Linked DNA regions of Mus musculus: region 1 is linked to region 2. A link is a contact called in public HiChIP or PLAC-seq data. All regions are on one chromosome and are shown on one strand. Each heading gives the region's core, a stretch centred on a gene start, on an enhancer-like site or on the middle of the called end of the contact. The rest is flanking DNA. Distances are from core to core; before and after follow the strand shown. Region 1 holds the start of Cst7 (cystatin F (leukocystatin)). Region 2 has its middle 85 kb from the start of Cst10.

What was found. HiChIP or PLAC-seq counts read pairs in DNA pulled down with a chosen protein or histone mark.
Region 1: an H3K27ac HiChIP or PLAC-seq map of acute myeloid leukemia shows a contact between it and region 2, with 5 times the contacts expected there. The contact joins the promoter of Cst7 here to the enhancer-like site in region 2. A contact is called at or near these places in 5 of 39 promoter capture datasets (cranial neural crest, hippocampal neurons, liver and 2 more) and 2 of 115 datasets of contacts at active chromatin or transcription factors (acute myeloid leukemia and large pre-B cells).

What each region holds. Positions count from the first base shown.
Region 1 is chr2:150,568,195-150,573,279 of GRCm38.p6, forward strand. It overlaps Cst7 (cystatin F (leukocystatin)), which reads left to right and starts at 2,221. Exons shown (of 4, transcript NM_009977.3): 1 at 2,221-2,391. The coding sequence starts at 2,325.
Region 2 is chr2:149,317,621-149,322,401 of GRCm38.p6, forward strand. No RefSeq gene overlaps it. Among named protein-coding and RNA genes, the nearest start is that of Cst10, 85 kb to the right of the region's middle. Within about 2 kb of position 1,856, at least 3 of the 459 cell types and tissues checked have an H3K27ac peak or open chromatin away from gene starts, as enhancers often do. A contact at or near this core is called in acute myeloid leukemia, where this site is marked.

The DNA of each region.
Region 1 (5,085 bases), core at 971-3,470, 1.3 Mb after region 2:
CACTGAGGGCTGCGCTCATGCTGGAAACAGTGAGGACCAGTAACAATGCTGTTGAACTTACATTGCTCCTAGGGCAGACCCAATATCAAGAGGGTTATCCACGTATGTCCTCAAGGCTAGCCCATTACCTATGGGAACTGCCTCATTGCTGAATTCAGGTACCTTATCCTGGGAGCCACTAGCACACTGAACTCCATGTTAGGCCCCAGTACCCAGGGGGCCAGCTGAGAACTGTCCACCAGAGTATTGACTGGTACTTGTGAGCCCATCTGCATGCTTTTCAGGTTAGAGTCAATACCCAGGTGGCCATGTGCACAATGCATCCAATGGAAGGCCCAGTATCCAAAGGAACAATTCCAGGCTAGTCTACTTAAAGCCCAGTACCATGGGGTACCTCATACATTTGCCACTTCAAGCCCTGTGCCACAATCTGGCTTGAGGACAAGGGCAGTACCTCAAAGACCACTTGCACTCTGCAACCTATGCATGTGTAGCTCCAGCAAGTAGGAGATGACCCACCCTGGCCAAAATGCATCCTTAGTACCCAGGGGCTGTCTACATGCTGACCTAAGGACAGGCACAGTCCTTAGGTACCTCAGGGACTTCACCACAGCTGACCTTAACTCATGCTCAGAACCCAGGATTAGCCCACTGAGGACACCACCTCTTTCACTGAGAATTCAGGCGCTCAATACCCCTGCTTCCCTGGAATCTTCCATTCCAACGTACAGGATCCCATTCTTTTGCAAGCAGTGTTCTCACTCCCAAAGCTTCCTGAAAAGCTGGACTTCAACGTCTCTCCGGATAACTGGAGGATGGGACTCTGCATTTTATTTTCAACAATCTCAAGAACTATACAAGATGAGGTTCTCCTTAGGGACTCCGCAGAAGCTTTCAGACTTTATGTAGCACAGAGGCGGGGAATTCAAATCCCTGAATTATCTTTGTACTGCACCACACTGGCCTGAAGACCAAGCAGCCAGCCTAGCTCCATCTCCTGCTCCCACCTAGACTACTGATGCTCTGGTTACTGCTAGAAATACAACACGTGGATTATGTTCTGACTCCCAACCTCTCAGTGGATGTTTGAAACTGAAGCGGGCACTACTCTATCCCATTTATACTGAAGACATTGTGTCCCAGACCCTAGCAGCCAAAAATAAGGATCCCAAGATCAAACAGGAAAGGACCATGGGGGGTTGTCATAACAGCTACTACTTACTGAATACTACCTGCAGCACCCAGAAACCTATTGGGACCTCAGATTACATAGTTTGTCCATGTCCCGCAGACCCTATCTGCCCTGTTTGGAATTTAGTAGGATCCAGCACAATTCACCTGGCTCAGACCCCCTCCACCGCTGCCCCGAGCATCCAGGATCTGACTATATCTGTATGTCAGGCAGCCTGGGAGGCCCATGTGTCTCCTGGGGGCAAGTAAGACCCCAGGCATCCTTCCACACTACCTTCCTAGCCTAGTTCTGAGAGACGAATATACCTCTCCACACTGAAGCCGATTACAGCTTGCTTTCCTCCTACCCTGAGCCTTTATGCAAAAGAAACTCCAATGTTTCACAAGTCCCCAGAGGTAACTGAGGTGCATGGGCTGTTCCTAGTCTAATGACAGCAAAGCCTAGATTCAGATTCAGATAACTGGGTATAGGTACCCACTCCAAACCATGGGCTGAAAGTAGAGGCATGGCCAGAATCAGACCTCTGTCTACGTAATTTCATCTCCTTAGAAGGCTTTGAGCCCAGAGTGGGCCATGATCAGTATCTCAGCTCTCACGGTGCTGAGCTCCTGTTTGAGGCACAGAAGCCACGTGCCAATGCTCCTCCCAAGGACTTTGGAAAGTATGAATAGCTTTCCTGCAGATAACCCCTCAGACCCGGACAGCATAGTTTCTTGTCTCTTGAAGGGGGCTATTCTGAATACTAGAATGCAGGAGGGGAGAGAGTCTATAAATGTAGAAGGACAGTCAAGTGACTACTTTTGAAAATCCCCTGGTTTCTTCACATCAGCATCCCCCGTGTGTGGTGAATGGTAGGAAACTGCCTCCTCCCACCCTGGGAAGGAGAGAGGGTGCTGCGCTCGTGGGTCTCACTTCTCTCCCCCTGCCTCCCCCTGCAAATGATCACAGCTTGGAAACTTCTTTAAAGGAAGTGGTTGCTCTTGTGGCCCCAAGTCCTGAAGATGAAGCGCTTCTGGTTAAAATGATTCAGCAAGAAACCACGCCCCACTGAAGCTACCCCACCATGCCCTGGTCCTGGAGCTGTACTTGCCGAGCACTTGGCCCACTACATGCTCCCTGCATTTCCCCAGCCATGTGGCTGGCCATTCTGCTTGCCCTCTGCTGCCTAACTTCTGACACCCATGGGGCACGCCCCCCAGGTAAGAGAAGGGTCATCTGGCCCCATCCCAGAGTACTGTTCTGACCACCTTCTAGTAGTAGAAGTATGGGGACCCTGGCCTGTTAGTCTTGCATCTTTCTTAGGACACTCTTGGAACCCTGAGAAAGACCCTGGCAAGGGGCTGGGGATCCTGGCAGCAGCTACTTCTAAGCAGAATAGACATCAGGGATCAAGCATAACAGCAGCCACAGGGATAAAGAGAACAACTTCTGTTCTCTTCTGTTCAAGGGCCTCACTCAGTCTATATCTGACAGCTTTACTTTTCTAACTGACTTTACTGCAGAGACCCCAGTAAGATAAGTATTGTGCAAGTCAGCATGCTAGTGGCCAGTGAGGGGTGGCAGTCGCCTGTGTTGGAAAGCTGAGATGCAACCAGGCTAGCTAACTTGCTAACCATCAGCCATGAGTGCCTGTTTCCCTACAGAGAGCTGGAAGATGTCTGCCCCAGCAAGCAGATTCAGCACATAGATAAAGTTTGAGGGCCCTGCCTCTAACTGACAAAAAAGCTGATAACTGACCATCTCCCAGTAGATGAAGACAGCGCTTATGCATAAGGCTTTTGTCATTCTTCCTCCTTAAAGCAGGCTGGGTCTGGTCACTGGGAGGCAGTGAAAGGGAATACCCAAGAGACACCAAGGACATAGAATCCCCCTTCACAGCAATTAGGTGCAAAGAAGTAAGTGTAGAGACACAGTAGGGCATAGCCTCCAAATCCAAGACCCAAGTAGATGCTGTGAATGGGGCACTGTGGAGACAGGGCAGTAATGGGTAGGGGAGCTTCTGTTCTGAGGATGAGGATGGACCACAGCAGCTCGGGGGGGGGGGGTCATTGGCAAAGAGGTAGTTAACTGGTAAAAGAGGAGACAGCACTAAGCACGGGCCAGGCCACAGACCTTGCCTCTCCATGCCCTGCTCCCTGTGGCCTTAGTGCTCACTAGGAGGCCCTTCCTGGCCTACCTACGATTCCTCTGCCCCAGTTGTCCAGAGAGAAGCTTGGGCAGAAGCTGGTGTTCATGCTGCAAAGCCCTCTTGGCCTATGTGAGAGATCTGGGGAAGACATTGGTACTGGCTATCTCACCGATCCTAGGGTTTCGGTTTTTTATACTCGGTGTTTTGACGATGCTGTGTTTGCCTCCTCTGAGGCCTAATTCAACAGAGTGGCCACATCTACCACATTATAGTTAACACCACAGGACAGCTGTTGGGGGAGATATTGGAGGACTGTCAGTTCCCTGTCTCTACCACGTTAACTTCCCCCAAATTTGTGAGCTGAAAGGAATCTTCTCCATTCACCTGCCCTCAACAGCTTCTCTGAGCCACCCCCTTCAGGCCTCTCTGCCCAGACCCAAATAAACACCACCCTCACACTGGAACCTGGGAATACTACAAGCCCCATATACACCATCTGAGAAGTTTGGAACTTCCTTCAGCCTGCCCTTTGAGATGCCAGTAACTGGTTCTTACCTGAATGTCTTAGAGAAAGTAGCTCAGTGATGATCTCACAAAGTGCTTATAGGCCTGGGGTACTCCCAACAGTGCCCACCATTGCCTGCAAGTCAATGGCCAGGCCTTTGCTCTGCTGTGCTAATGAACCACATCTCTACCCACTATGGTACCTCCCTTCCTGATGCTTCCATTAAGGCCTCCGATGCAAAATGGGGTACTCTCAAGCTCCTCTCAGACAGCTGGGAACCTTGACCTCTAATGGTTCATATTCATTCATATTCATATTCTCATTCTCTTTCCCTCTTCCCTCCCTCCGTTCCTCCCTCCTTGCTCTCTCCCTCCCTCCTCCCTACTTCCTGTGGAATTCTGGAATCCTCTGTGAGCCAAGGCAAAGCAACAAGGATACTGATTGTGTCTGATCTGAGCATATGGCATAGCTCTGTGCCTAGGAGTTAAACTGCCCCAAGCAGTATCCCCAATCTTCAGAATTTAGGAAATTGCCACATTCATTGTCTCTGCCTCTTAGCTGTTGGTGAGAATGGGGAGCCTTCTTTCTCAATGTGTCACTTCTTCCACAAAGGTTCCCTGCCGGTGGTCACCGTTTGCCTCATCGCCTGCCCCTTTCCAGTAGGACTTGCAGAGGAGGCTTGTTTGCTTAGGCAAGAAACCTGCAGCCATGTAGCCACCTGCTCTGCATAGCAAGGGCTAAGGGCATAACTAGGCCTGGGTATACTGGATTCCCACAGAAAGTTCTAAAAGCTGTTATAGGTTGGGTCTAGGCCTGAATGGACCACTGACCTAGATTTCCCATGAACATGTTTGTCCTCAGAGATCCTTGCTGCAGTCATATCATATCTGATATGGTACTGGATGATACTGACTACTGCTTCGTGCAAACTGCCTTGTTTATTCTTATCCTTCAAGGTCAGTGTCATCATCATCCTCATTTACAAATGGAACATGGAGGCTCAAAAAGGTTAAGGAGCTTGCCCAAGCTAGCACAGCCAATGAGAACAGCTGAGATTCTAACACTGGATGTGTCCCAGTTGGTAAAGACAAGAGTTAATCAGAGAAAAAAATATCAGCATCCAGCAGATGAGGAGACAATGCTGCCTCAAAGAAGCCCACCCCACCCTCATCACTCAGGACCTCAAAGCATAAGAATCACTCACAGAACTCATGGGAAAAACATAGACTCAATGGATGTTGATGGTATAGGTGAGGGGCC
Region 2 (4,781 bases), core at 606-3,105:
CCCTCTGGTTAGTCTGGCTAAGGGTTTATCTATCTTGTTGATTTTCTCAAAGAACCACCTCCTGGTTTGGTTGATTCTTTTTATAGTTCTTTTTGTTTCTACTTGGTTGTTTTTAGCACTGAGTTTGATTATTTCCAGCTATCTACTCCTCTTGGGTGTATTTGCTTCTTCTTGTTCTAGAGCTTTCAGGTGTACTGTAAATCTGCTAGTATATGCTCTCTCCATCTTCTTTTTGGAGGCACTCCAAAAAGAATGAAGATTTATGACCCAAATGTAAATTATATAAAACATTAGAGACAACTTCCAGAGTATGTTTGTGGTGATCTGTACTCACATTTTATCTCTCACCTGATCATGAACCTATCTCACATACAAGTATCAGCTCAGTTTAGAAGGACAAAATTTTCAAGATATGTTAAGACTCAGTAATGATTGACATGAGTTTACAGCCTCTAGCAAAGAAAACTTGTAAACAGTAACATTGAACTGTAATGATTAAGCACTTTCGTTGTTGAAACATGAAGACTGAATATTTAGTGGGAAGTTGATCTATAGTGATGTCAAGGGAGGTCTTACTCAATAGTTAAACTAAATCAGAGTTACATTAAATTTCTATAGAATAAGGAAGGTAGTCTTCTTTTGTATTAGGACTCTTAAGTTATTATGTCTCAACAATGTTTGTAGTTCTAATATGCTATATTCCTCATGGGCCATGCTTTAAAATATTTATTCCAAACTGGACTTGTTATTGGATACACTGAAGTGATCCTTCATTATTCCTTATCTTACTAAAATACATAAAATAGACCTCAAAATTTAATTTTTATTTTTAGTTTGATTTAATAAATTGTTAAGAAACTACAATTTTATCTAGGCCTCTATCACAGTCCTAGAGGTACAGTGTATGTTTAAGTGATATGTGAAGTCTTCATGTTGTGATTTAGTGGAGGAAGGTACCTTGGCTGGTTAAAGTACAAGGAAATCTCATATCAAACCATGTCACAGATCTCCTGAGAAGTGTTTATAACACCCGAGAGAAGGAGTCAGAGGAGGAGCAGGAGAATATAAATGTTGGCATTTTGTAATCCCCAAATTACTGATGCTAACTCTCTTGGGATAATTGTCCCATTCCTTAAAAGTCTCACAAAAGAGACTTCAGTGTTGTGTACAGACAGTTTGTCTCTGTGTTTTCTCCCACAGAAGCTGATATCCTCCCCCATCCCATGGCAAGTGCAATAGCAGACAGCTGGTTTCTGTGCTGCATCCTCCTGCAACAAGCCCAGGGCTCTCTCCCCCACTGGCCGCTCCAAGGGAACCCAGCCTAGCATTAGAATAGCACTACCCATAAAACTCCCCCTTAATGGAGACATCATGAGAAGCCAAACATTAGCTCAAGACATCCTCCCCACCTCTGGGTCTCCAAAACTACCACCCTTCTGATAAGTGGCAGAACTCTACAGGTGCCTGTCTTGAAACCTTAAGGAAATAACAAGCCCAAAGGAGATTACGGTCCTGCATTTAAATCATGGAGAAAAGGTAATCACAAGTCATAGGCAATTAAGACTGGCCACAAAATTAGTCCCTGATGAACCCACAACAGACAATCATTAATCCCCTTCCCAGCTTCAGTTCCATACCACCAAATGATTACAGCCCTCCACTCGCCTTTTCTGTGAACATTCAGGGGATTCCTAACTATACTGTACATAAACCCAGTGCTTTCTGGACTTAGACTTCACATGCCAGCATTCACCCTGTGAGTGCAGGGCATGTGATCAGAGTTCGAACTTGAAACAATAAAAGGCTCTTTTGCAAGTTGCAGTGGATTTCATAATTCTTGGGCTTGTCTGGGTTGGTAGCAGAGGATGGTTTCACCATCCACATGAGACAGAGCCATCTGAAGAACGCTTTGCACAGAGACCTACATCAGATCTCCAAGTTTCCCAAGAGACTGTGAGTAATCTAGTTCAAAAACTAGGCTTTTACTTTCTCTCTCTCCAAAGTGTTCCAGAAAGCGCTCTCTCTCTCTCTCTCTCTCTCTCTCTCTCTCTCTCTCTCTCTCTCTCTCTCTCATTTCAACTACAAGAAGCTGGCTTTTCCCAGCTCTGTAGCCCCTAAACCCTAGTTCTAGGCTTTGAATGGCTCTGTAGGCTACAGCAGCCTTCACCTGTAGTAATTGCTCCGAGCTCTGTTTTCCCCTGCGGGCTAGAGGCTGGTGTGAGGTCTCCTTCCTCATCTCTGTTACAGGTTTCAGCTACAAGCAGCTGGTTTTTCTGCACTGTGGCCCCTCCCCCCTTGTTCAGCCCCTGATTGCTCTCTTACTTACTCTCTACTTCTCACTCTCTTACTTTTTACCCATCACTCTCACCCCCTCTCTCCTCTCTCTTTGTCTTCTCCTCTCCTCTCTCCTCTCCTTTCCTCTCTCCCTCTTACTCTCTTTCTCTCTCACTGGTGTTGGGAACCTCTTTCCTTAACCCTGGTGGCTTTAGCAAAGTAGTTCCTGGAATCCCAGGTAGGACTGCCCCTTGCCACCCCCCACACCAAAGAGTTGGTCAGAGGCTTAGATGCCCACCCAGGGATGAGTGGAAGGTAGATAGCAGCCCTCCCATGCATGACAGACCAGAGAATAGTTAAAACTCTGGCAGGGTGTGGGTTTTCCCTTCCCTCTCTTCCCCAGGGCCCCCTTATTAGTTCCCAACATTTCCCATGTACTCAGGGCATAACAGGAGCAGGAGATGAGGCACTGGGTTTTATTAGATATAGAGCATGCAGGGAGGAAGGGTACTATGCTTATGGGGAAAAAAAGTACTTTCAACCTAAAAGAAAAAAATATTTGAAACAGCTATCACTGAATCTTAATCAAGGGATTTATCATTTGTCTATACCCTCTTTCACACAATATGTCCCTTCTAAACTAATAACTGCCACATTTTCAACATTTTTTTCTTGTCTTTTTGTTCGCTAGCTCATCTTTTTTTTTTTCTGGAACACTCTAAATTACATAAAATTGCTATTGTTTACTGAGTCTTGGTGGTCTGTCCTGTTTTAACTTTCAAACACTAGATCTCCTCCAAGACAGCAATCCAGACAGAATCAACACATCTGCTTTTAACACAAATAGGGGCATTGCCAGTCTCTCTATAAAGGATGTTGGATTGAATAAATTCCAATACAAGAGAATGACTGAGACTAAGTTGTAGGAAGATTTGAGTCTCAAATTTAAAAAAAAAAGTGGGTTTAATTTTCCTATGTGGGTATTTATTTTGTCTTCAAGTGTGTCTTCATGTCCATGTCTTACATGTCTGATGCCCTTGGAGGACAGGAAAGAACAAAATATTTTCCAAAACATGAGTTACAGATGGTTAATGATTACAAGCCTCGATGTGGGTAGTGCAAGTAAGTTGGGTGGAAATTCAAGTTGGGTATTCTGGAAAAGTAGTCAGTGCACATACCTACAGTACATTTTTGTAGACCCTAAATTTTTTGTTTTAAATTACAGATGGCCAATTGACTTTTAATATGTGCCATGATTTCAAGTATCTCTTTTCTTTAGAAGTCTCAACCACATCCTGCAAGATACTGAACTGAGTAGAACTGATAGCTGCACACTCTCCTGTTCACATTCAGCATATACAATAATTGAGCTGTTTAGATTATTAACTAAAGGGAGGACAATTTTATAGTTTTAACCATATTAATCTTCATGAACTAGATTTAAAATAGTCCATTCTCTTAGAGGGAATGTGGATTGAAAGTAACACCAAACTTACAAACTATGAGGAGAGTACTGTAAAATCAAAGACTAGATACATGTAGCTATTGTGTGATCCTTCAGAAACTTAATCTGTCAACTTTGAAATTATGGAAAAAAATGAAATCAGATTTGGCATTAATCATTAATTAATATATTATATTATATTATATTATATATTATCATTAATAATATATTAGGCTAATAATATTGGCTGACTGTATAGGAAAAAAACTAAGCATTGATAGCAATACTATTAGTGTTTTTCTCCATATTTCATTTAGTAATTTATAGTTCTGTTTGTACAATTCACATAAAATACATTTTTATAAATGTATTTGACAGTTTTTCATTATTATAAAAAAGCATTTAAGAAATAACTTAAGAGAGAAAAGGATGATTTTTTGCTCATGGTTATATAGCATAGAGCTCATAGCTGTTTGACCCTGTGGTCATAAGCTAGAGAAAATTCTGAAAGTCATTACAGTCAGTCCATTCTGGAGCAAACATATTTAAATAAATTAGAATATTAATTTTAAATGAGCAAATAATAAATAAATATAAATTCTTGGTCATATCCATATCTTAAAGAATTTCAATAAATCTTATAAAGCCCCAATTCAGGTAGAAGAATGTGGCTAATATTAAATATTAATATCCAAATAATATCAAAATCAATAAAAAGTATAGTATTAGCATAATTCTGTATATTGAAGTGCTCAGTGTCTAGTGGTAATGATAAATTAAATATTTTTTCAGATAATGTCTCTTCTGGCCTCCCAGGTACAATGTCACACCAAGCCCTGTCACAAGAGCTCCATCTCTAGGCCCTAGGTGCTTTGCCTAGAGAGAAGCTCTGAGATATTTGTTGACTGGATGGTTAATAGTTGCTCATGAATACTAGAAAGGAATACTATGTCCTCCTCCAAGCAGAGCCTCACTCAATAGGTTGGCAAAAACAAAGCAAAATGAAAAAGACTTTTCTGGAAAAGGAAAGATGGCACTCACTCCATCTCCTGATGTAATAGCC